2 separate regions of the Mus musculus genome follow, and region 1 is linked to region 2. A link is a contact called in public Hi-C data. All regions are on one chromosome and are shown on one strand. Each heading gives the region's core, a stretch centred on a gene start, on an enhancer-like site or on the middle of the called end of the contact. The rest is flanking DNA. Distances are from core to core; before and after follow the strand shown.

Region 1 (5,153 bases), core at 2,214-4,713, 68 kb after region 2:
CGTCTGTCCTGTTGTGTCTGGAAGGCACTGTTTTCTTGGTGTCTCCCAGCCTCATTGCCTCTTATAATCCTCCTGCCTTCTCTGCTGTGGGGTTCTCTGAGCCCTGAGGGGAGGGTTTTATAAAGACATCCCATTTAGGACTGAGTGTTCCAAGAACTTCTACTCTCTGCATGTTGTCCAGCTGTGGGTCCCTGTATTAATTCCCATCTACAGAAGGAGGAAGCTTCTCTGATGATGGCTGGGTGAGGCTCTGACCTATGAGTATAGCAGAATGTTCCTAGGACTCATTTCATTGCTACCCTCCCTCAGTAGAACAATAGTATTTGACTTTTCCCCCAGATCACCATCACGGGACTGGAGCTGGGTTAATGTTTATCTTTCTCCTCTGGTGGCTTGCAGAGTACTTCCCAGTACTGTGAACATTAGTCAGTTGGGATGAAGGTGCTAGTAGAGTGAAATATATAGGCGTTGTCTTCAGCAATATGGCCTTACCATCAATTTGTGGAAAGCAACCTTGGCAATAGTCTGAATAGTTTGGGGTTTCCTTGGGCCCTTTGGCCAACAGCTCAATTAGATATAACCCATTCCTGTTGGTTTCACTTGATACTGAGAGAAGTCTAGTTTGAGGTTTGCCTCTCCCAGTAAGTTATTCCATTTCTTTCATATATGCACATATTTTAGGAAGCCTCTACTGTATTAGGTCTCCATTCCCTTCTTCCCCACCTCTGCCTCTTTTCTCTCTCTTTCTATAACTATATAGTCTATCTCCCTGCCTTAGACTCCTCCCCCCCTCATCCAGCCATTCTCAACCCATAGGTTGCAAACCCTTTGGCAAAGCTTTATCTCCAAAAATATTTACATTATAATTCATAACAGTAGCAAAATTATAATTGTGAAGAAGCACAGAAAACAACTTTATGGTTAGTGGTCACCATTTCATTTTTGAACAGCTGAGTAATATTTCATTGTGTAAATGATATTATATAAGTTTTCCTGATCCACTCATTTGTTGATGAACATCTAGTTTGCCTCCACTTTCTGGCTATTATGAATAGAACAGCACTGACCATGATGGGCAGTGTCTCTGTAGTATAATGTAGAATCTTTCAGGTGTATGCCCAAGATTGATTTAGACATATACACATGTATGTATGAATGAATGTGTGTGAATATACGTATATATGTACATATATGTATATATGTGTAATGTTACTTGTGTGTATGTTTTTAGGGCTGACCATTTGGTATTAAGTGACCAATCAGTATGCTTTTCCATGCAGAAGAACACTTCACCTGCTGCCAACATCCTTTAGTTTCCTGTAGTTCTTTGTGTGGAGTTGAAGCCTAATGGTCTTTCCCTCCTTGTCACATCTATTGTTTTTGTCCTCTTTCAAGCCATGCTTAGGTAGTTACTTGGGTGAGACTATTGGTTACTTCTCTCCTTCTGTGCTTTGGTTCATAAAAGCTAAGTCCTCAGTAGGAAATGAATAATAGGAATTTTGGGTTAAAATATATATAATAGGAATTTTTGGTTAAAAATAGATAGTTACTAATGATATATGGTTAGTTACTAGCAAAAGATAGTTAAAACTGCTGCAATCAGAATGTAAAGTTCATAAATAAATTAAATTAAAAAAATAAGCAATATGACTCCTGATAATCAAGTCATTATTTTATAAAAATCACCTTAATATTAACAAACAGAAAAGAAAAAATATTTTAAGTTTGAGTTAAACTTTTTAAAACATCCCTAACACTCTTCCTGTTTGCCTGCCTGCTTTCTTGTGTGCAAAATTTCTCCAGATTCTTGTTTATAATCCACTTCATAAAGCAAGCTACTTACTCATAAATTAATGATGATAAGAACATATTTCTGATTCTATATAAGACAAATGTTTTGAAAAATAAATCGAAAATCATAGAAGGCAGTGCCATTGGCTACACACTCGGTAACTTGTATCAGTTTTTGAAAAAGAAAGATACAGTCTAGGCAGGTAGTCTGTGCAGACAAAATCCAAGGCAGTATCACTGGGGCTGTGGAGATAGAGAGAAAACATTTCAGCTTGAGTAGGGCAGAGATTCCGTTAGGAAAATGTTTTCTAAAACTAAGGCTCAGAGCTCTTTAAGATACATTTTCTCAAAATTCCTGCAGATTTCAAAGAAAATTTTAACATTTAATGGCATTATTTCATCACATACATACAGAGAGAGAGAGAGCATTTAAGAAGCAAATTTCTTAATGATGGCCATCTAAACTGGGGCATAACACATACAAGAGGATTTATTTCGGTATTTGTGTTTATGGTTTGGCTTATGTAAGAAATTCTGATTATACATAAATAATTTTATATATAAATTCTTATTTATATAAGAAATATATTAAAAGTATATTTACACAATAAGGACTCTTGTGCGTTTATTTATTGTTTTCTTTTCCTTTTAGTGCATAGCGAGACTGCAGGTACTAAGCTTCCATGATTTAGGGTATGATTTGGCCAAATGACTGACTTCTGCATGACAGAATGTAAGCAGTGTCTATGTGTGTTCTTTTAGTCTGTTTCTGTTGCTATAACAGAATATCCAAGATTGAGTGGTTCATAAAAGATAGAAATTTATGTCTTACTCTTCTGGGTTACCTGCATCTGGTAAGGGCATTTTGTTGTAATATCTCATTAAAGAAGGAGAGAGGGGCAGGGAGGGGGGAGGGAGGGAGTGAAGGAGGGAGGGAGGGCGAGAGAGACTAGACAGAAAGACTTTAGAGAGTGGCTTGCATTATTATGACAGATGCAGTAGCTACAAGGTCAGTAGACCCATTCCCTCCATGATAACATTATTCCAGTTGTTAAAACAAAACCTCAGCAACCCCAGAATCTCAGAACATTTTCAGAATCCTACTTCGAAACATTGTTGCATTGGAGATTGAATTCCCATTGTCCTCTTGACAAGTGCTTTCTGACCCCAACTGTTGTTTTGCCTTGAAGTAACCGTTCCTTGATACTTTGCTTTCTATGCAGACTTTTGTTTCATTCTCAACAAGAGGCCACCTTGGAAATACCCGAGGCCACCTTGGAAATACCCGAGGCCATCTTGGAAATACCCAGACTCCAAGTACTTGTCGCAACTGCACCCCAAATTCTACTTCACCACAGAGTCTTTAGTCAGCTTTGGTGACTGAGCAGATGAGTCCTAAAGAGTAAAGGCAAATAAAGCCACAATGAAGGCAGGATAGATCCTTAAAGGACAAGCACAAAAATGCTTCCAACCAGAATTTAGTGTAAGTCAGATGTGAGCTTTTCTGGGTTCTACTGCTGAAAATGTGGGGGGAGGGGAAGAGTTGGCTGTTACATTGTCTTTGAATAGTGAACACCACTTCAAAAAGAAAAGTGGCTGGAAACCAAACTCACCATAGAGCAGAGCAGCTCTGGAGACTTGCCCAGTTCACGAGGACCTGATTTCAGGCTACGTCAGCAACTATGCAGAACAGATAAGACATATTTTTGAATGGTAGTTAACATATAACTCATCTGGTAAACTTTTGGTTTTACTTTCTGTTAGTAATATAACTAGATAATAATTAATGTGGCGTTCAGAGGGCAAAGGCAACGTGGTTACCACATCTTCAAGTAAGTAAGATAATTCAGTTAGGATATTTCATTAAAATTGGCACTTGAACAATTTCACCGACTCGGAGTCATTAACAAGATCCTAACCATTAGATTTACAAGAAAACTTAATTGCTTTGGACCCTGACTATCGATAGAAATTACTAGTAAATACTTTTGGTGTTTTTCCAGTTAATCTGCCCAATTCACTGTGAGAAAAATATCGTCTCTGGTCAACATAATTTAAGTTTTATGGGTTTTACATCTTACTTAGTATTTTGTTTGTAATTTATTTTGTCTTTATGCTAATATGAGAAATGCATGACAAAGTGTTATTCTAGCACACATGAGGTTCTGTGGCTTGGATCCCCAGCACCACATTGACTAGGTGTGACAGTTCATATTGTAGATGAAGTACTGAGGGTAGCACCCCTACAATGGGATTAAGGCCACTACAGACAGAGGCAGCAGAGTGCCCTTGGTTTCCCATGTGGAGATACTGTGAGAAGCCACTGTCTATAAGCCAGAAAGAGAAGGCACAGCAGAACACCGAGTCTGCCAGCAGCTTGACCTTATATGTCCCCTCCCTCAGATGAGACATGAAAAAGTCCCATCAAACCAGTTGTTCTACATGAATTTGCTATGGCATCCAGAACCCAAGGTGTCTGAGATTCCATTCTTCTCTGTCCATTTTGCATCCTAACCAACATAAACATTATGCTTTGTAATCTTGGTCCCCAGTGTCAGCTCCAAATTATACAAGTTACTAAAAGCTTGGAACAGGTACTCCTAAGTCTCCTGTAGCGATTTCAATTAAGTGAGATTGGCTTCTGAAAGGCGTTAAAATGTACTGACATGAAAAGAAGAAAACGACGTCTTTTCACTTAATTGTTACAATCCCTTCATTTGTGTCCTACCCACATAATTCTCAACTAATCATAGCCTACTTCACTCAGAGTGAGCAGAGTGCCAAGTGCTGTAATCCACATGTGTGTTATTTTGTTGCACATGCCTGCAAACTATAATTAGTAGATATCCTCTTCAAACATCAAGTTAAACATTTTTGAGCTTTTTTCCCCTGCTTTCAGAAAATCCAAGGACAGGCAGCTTGAAAAAAAAAACTTTTTAAAAAAAAGCAAGAAAAAAAATGAACCTTGTTCTATCTTATAATCATGACTCGATTCTTTTAAAGCTATGTAGCTTGGAGCAAAGAAAATACACCCCATAAGAACGACAAAGAACACACATCAAGGAAGATGACAGCAAGGGATGTCTACATTAGATGTGTGGGGAAATGAACTCACTGTGGCTCAGTGAGTAATAACACTTGCTATAGAAGCGTGCAGGCCTGAGTTCAATTTCCAACGTCCACATAAAAGTTGGTCACGGGTGCATGCCCATGGGAGCAGGCACAGCTGGGTCCTGGGGGGCTAACTAGTGAGCCAGTCTGGATGAAACATTGAGCATCCAGTTCAGGGAAAGAGCCTACCTCAGAGTGGAGATCCACAAGGGAAGACATCCAACATCTTTTTATGGTGTTTTCATGGGCAT
Region 2 (4,855 bases), core at 553-3,052:
AAAACCTAGTTGCCCAAGAGATGAGACAGTTCACATGTAGACCCAAATGATATATGACCTTGTCCCCAAGTCATTTATGATTGGTGAATAAAGGTGCACACAGCCTGTAGTTGGGCAAAATTGGGATAGGTGGGGCTTGGTGCTTCTGGCTTTGGGATTGGAAGAGACCATGAGGAGGGGGAAGAGAAGAAGAAAGAAGAGAAGAGAAGCCACCATTGGTTAAGAATCTTAAAATAATGGCCATCTGGGTTGGCAAAGTTGGGTAAGGGCAGCCCAGATAAAACATGGCAAGTTATATAATGGGATTATTAGCTGGGAAATAGACATAATAGCATAGTGGATAGATATCTGCCCAGTTGTAGTGCTGATTGTAGAGCTGATTAAGGCTTATGATAAATATAAAGGTTATGTGTGTTTTTACCTGGGAACTAAATGGTCAAAGACAGGGTAGAAACACAGGATTCAGATTAAATATTTTCAATAAGAATGTAATGTTAAAGAATCTGTTTAAAATCTAGATTACTAGATACCATGTATTTATAATGACACTTTTGATAATATGGTATATGTGGATATGGGTGCACATGCAGATATGTATGTGGATGTCTATTCTCTACACACAGAGCCTATGTGGCTGAGGAGTTAAAATATGCCCAGATAGATAAGGAGTAAGAGGGGGATGTTTGGGGGAGCACAGTGAAGCCCTTCTCCCACTGCATGGAGGAACAGTGGTACAGGCAGGAAAGGTCAGAATCTGACAGTAAGAGGAAGGAATTGATACCTGATAGATATCAAGTGGAAGAAAAAGGGATGGAAGGGACAGGAACAGAGGTGAGGAAGTGAAAAGCAGAAAGAGGCACTGAGCTGAAGGCATATGGTCAATGTTATCGGAACTGTGGGTTGGGAGAACTTTTATCTTGTTCTTATTTGTATTTTCGTCCATCCAATACTGTCTGTGGACCTCTTGTTAAACAGCATTTTCGAAGGGGTTGGGAGCAATCAATTCGTGGTGTGTATAACACATATGGCATTAGCATGACATGCTGTAATGGAAAGTGAACAACAGACAGACTGTAGGACATACACAATGGTCTCTCAGAGAGATGCTTCTTAAGCATGGCTTTTTCTGACGTGAGGGTGAGTAACCTGAATTCCCTGAGGGCACCAAAAGATCAATATGGGGTATGTCCAATATGTTCAGAAACTACAAACATACTAGTGGACAACCAGCTCAACTCTAGGGAAACAAGTGGAAGGAATCCAGACCAAAGATAAGCACACATTGTAAGTCATGGTCAGCCTTCGGGGTTTATTTTTTAAGAAATCTCTAAAAAGCTGCAGGAAAATATGGTTGATGCATTCTTCCTGGTTCAGTGGCTTCCTTACCTCTAGACTTTCAGGGTTTGGGATGCCATTTGCTTGATTGTTCATTCAAGAGCCTGGCAAGGCCCACAGGCCTTCCTCCTTACAGGCCATGGTCTCGTTCTAGGCAAGCTGTCAAATGCATACACGGATCTCTAAAACCAAGGTTTCCTGAAACCATAGCAAGTTCCAGCCAGCAGAGGCTCTCTCAGCCAAACCCTTAGTTGTCCAGATGAGCAACTTGATTCCCTTCTGTTAAGTAAACAAGTCCAAATGTTTCTCGTGTGAAATGAGGGCTATGTAGGATAAGCACTAATGATGTCAGAAAGACTTAAGCTGAAGGCAGATAAATAATAAATATCAGTTTATGACACAAGTCCCTGCAAGATACAGGCTCCAAACACCAGATGGAAAATTTGGGCAAAAGGCTTGTGGCCATGACCTAGAATAACTTCTGGATAATTGTGAAATAGCTCAGCTATGCAACAAAAGGAGGTAGCATGTGTCTGTACTCATCCCAAAATCCTACTCAAGTCACTGTGATAGGACCAGATGAAAGATATTATACTTCAGAGACTGCTAAAACACTTGGCAAAGACAAACATTGGTATATTCATGTAATTCGGGTCAAACTGATTAATGAAAGAGTAAGATATGGTTTAAAAAACAAAAGTCAGCCTATCTAGGCAGAGTGAAGTGAAAATTACCACGACGGCACCAAAGAATACCATGAAGGGCTTAGATTTTCTGATCTAATATTCTTTTTGTAAATAAGAGAGCAGACCACCAGGCTGTGTGATCATCCCAGGTGCAGAACAAACAGGAGTATTTGCTGGGCTAAATCATCTGCCTAGAGATTGTTCCAGGCAGTTGATTGCTTGTCTGGCAATAGAAACTAGAGGTGATTTAAAAAACAGAAAGGGGGGCTGGCGAGATGGCTCAGTGGTTAAGAGGTTAAGAGCACCAACTGCTCTTCCAAAGGTCCCGAGTTCAAATCCCAGCAACCACATGGTGGCTCACAACCATCCGTAACAAAATCTGATGCCCTCTTCTGGAGTATCTGAGGACAGCTACAGTGAACTTACATACAATAAATAAATAAATCTTAAAAAAAAAAAAAAAACAAAAAAAAAAAACAAAAAAAAACCAGAAAGTTCTCCAGAAGCTCAAATACTAAATATTTTAAGTTTAGGGAGACACAACAATACATTCTTCAGTAGACCGGTAAACAAACTGCAATACAAAAACATGAAGGGAATTCATTGAAAAATAAGCATTTAAAATCCATTATAAAACTAAATGCTAAAACCTGGATCTGAGATTTGGTTGCACAGCAGGATACTCAAATAATTATCAAAGAAGAACCTTCCCATAACACTTATTTTACAAAGAAAATAATAGCTTCACAGTGAAGAAACATGGCAAAGACCACCCACATTGCTAACATCATCATCGACAATAGCAGGACACACCACCACCTTCTGACATGACGCACTGGGAACGCCACATTGATTCTGACATTCCTTCTCACATGTATCATCTGAAGCTCATCACGAGGAAACATGCAAACTAACCTGAGGGTCAGTGTAAGAGTTCTTATTCTTGAAAAGTATCTGGCACATAAACTATGAAGAAAGACCAAAACTTGCCCCAGGTGAAAGGCAAGTGAAGTGTGGCACACAAGTGGGACTTGGGATTTTGGAGCCAATTCTGCACCAGAGGGAGGAAGGGACATTTAAGGACATTATTGAGACCATGAGGAAGGCTCGAAGGGGATCTCGTTGTGTAGCAGAATTACACCAACGTTAATTTCCTAATCTTTGTGGTTATGATTATGTAAGGCTTTGTCACCAATGTTTAGAACGGGTGCAATGAAGGATTTCGATGGGAAGAATGTCTTAGTTTCTTGTCATTGTGATGAAATACTCTGATGAAATCAACGTGAGAGAAGTCAGCTGACTTAAAGCATGAACCAAACTTATAGTTTGTCTTATTTCATTGTGATAAAACACTGACCAAAACCAACTTGGGGAAGAAAGGGTTTCTTTGGCTTATATCTGATCATTGTCTGCCACTGACAGAAGCCAAGGCAGGAGCATAAGCAGACCATTCTTAGCATTATTAATAATATTCTGTTATGCACGGAGACAGGAGCCTAGCATAACTGACCTCTGACAGGCTCTACCCAGCAGTGGACTGAAACAGATGCAGATACACACAGCCCAACATTAGATGGAGGTCAAAAACACTTTCAGAAAAGATTGGGGAAGGATGGAAGGCCCTGAAGGAGATGGTAACCTCACAGGAAGACCAAGAGTCAACAAACCTCCACTCCTGGGAGCTCTCAGAAGTTTAGGCTGCCCACCAAAGGGCATACAAGGATTGGAACGAGTCCCCTGGCACATAAGTAACAGGTAGGCAGCTCAGGCTTCATGGCTACCTTGTCTGGCCTTGGTAGGAGAAGATGTGCTCAATCAAGCTGAGACTCAATGTGCCAGAGTGGGGAGAAACCTAGGGGGCTACACCCCACTCTCTCAGAGGAGAAAGGGAGGGGGCATGAGGGGAAAGGACTCTGTGAGGGAGAGACGGGGGGGGGGAGCAGCATCTGGAATGTTGAATTTATTAATTAACTATTATAAGAACAACCACAACTGACACTGAGATTACAGCAGAATGCTGCTTGCTGGTTTATCTACCATGCTTTGTTCAGCCTGATTTCCTGTAAAACTCAGGACCACCTGCTCAGAGGTGGTACTTCCTACATTGAGTTAGGCCGTCCCCTATCAGTCATTAACCAAAATATCCCCCACAGACTAGCCTATGGGCTAATCTGCTGGAAACACTTTCTCAGTTGAGGTTTCCCTTTTCACAGATGACTCGATATTCTGTCAAGTGGATTTAAAAAAAAAATTACTAGCACATAGACAGTCTGCCACAGTAGGGAGTCATAGTAGCTGGAGCCGGAGGGAGCTGGTTACATTATATCTATGATCAGAAACAGAGAACAAAGAATACAAACAGGCTTGTTTGCACTCAATCTCTTTCTCCAGGATAACGCATTTCAGCATCCCCTGACTAGGGATTAGGACCACCCACACTGAGTGGTTCTTCCCATCTCAATTAATGTAATTGACACAGTCCACCACAGACAGGCACACAGGCCAATTTAGTCTAGACAATCCTTCATTGAGATTTTCATCCCCAGAGATTCTGAATGGTATCAGGTAGAGACTTTAAACACCACAACTTTACCTCTTGTCAACTTTGCACACAAACATGTCCCTTTAAGCCATAACCTTCCACCCATGGTCCCAAAAGCCTTGTGTTTGTCTCATAACATATGTGATGGTTTGTATATTCTTGGGCCAGGGAGTGGCACCATTTTGAGGTTTGGCCTTCTTGGAATAGGTGTGACCTGGTTGGAGTAGGTGTGTCACTGTGGGTGTGGGCTTAAAATCCTCACCCCTAGCTGCCTGGAAGTCAGTCTTCCACT

The links. Hi-C and Micro-C count contacts between places; a contact is called where the count stands out from the background.
Region 1: a contact with region 2 is called in a Hi-C map of liver, with 6 times the contacts expected there. The contact joins two enhancer-like sites. A contact is called at or near these places in 8 of 484 Hi-C or Micro-C datasets (ECoMG-derived neutrophils, the HPC-5 cell line, embryonic fibroblasts and 4 more) and 2 of 115 datasets of contacts at active chromatin or transcription factors (bone marrow-derived dendritic cells and fibro-adipogenic progenitors).

The regions. Positions count from the first base shown.
Region 1 is chr19:21,504,563-21,509,715 of GRCm38.p6, forward strand. No RefSeq gene overlaps it. Among named protein-coding and RNA genes, the nearest start is that of Gda, 34 kb to the left of the region's middle. Within about 2 kb of position 3,464, at least 18 of the 459 cell types and tissues checked have an H3K27ac peak or open chromatin away from gene starts, as enhancers often do. A contact at or near this core is called in liver, where this site is marked.
Region 2 is chr19:21,437,824-21,442,678 of GRCm38.p6, forward strand. All of the region lies in intron 1 of Gda (guanine deaminase), which reads right to left. Among named protein-coding and RNA genes, the nearest start is that of Gda, 32 kb to the right of the region's middle. Within about 2 kb of position 1,803, at least 29 of the 459 cell types and tissues checked have an H3K27ac peak or open chromatin away from gene starts, as enhancers often do. A contact at or near this core is called in liver, where this site is marked.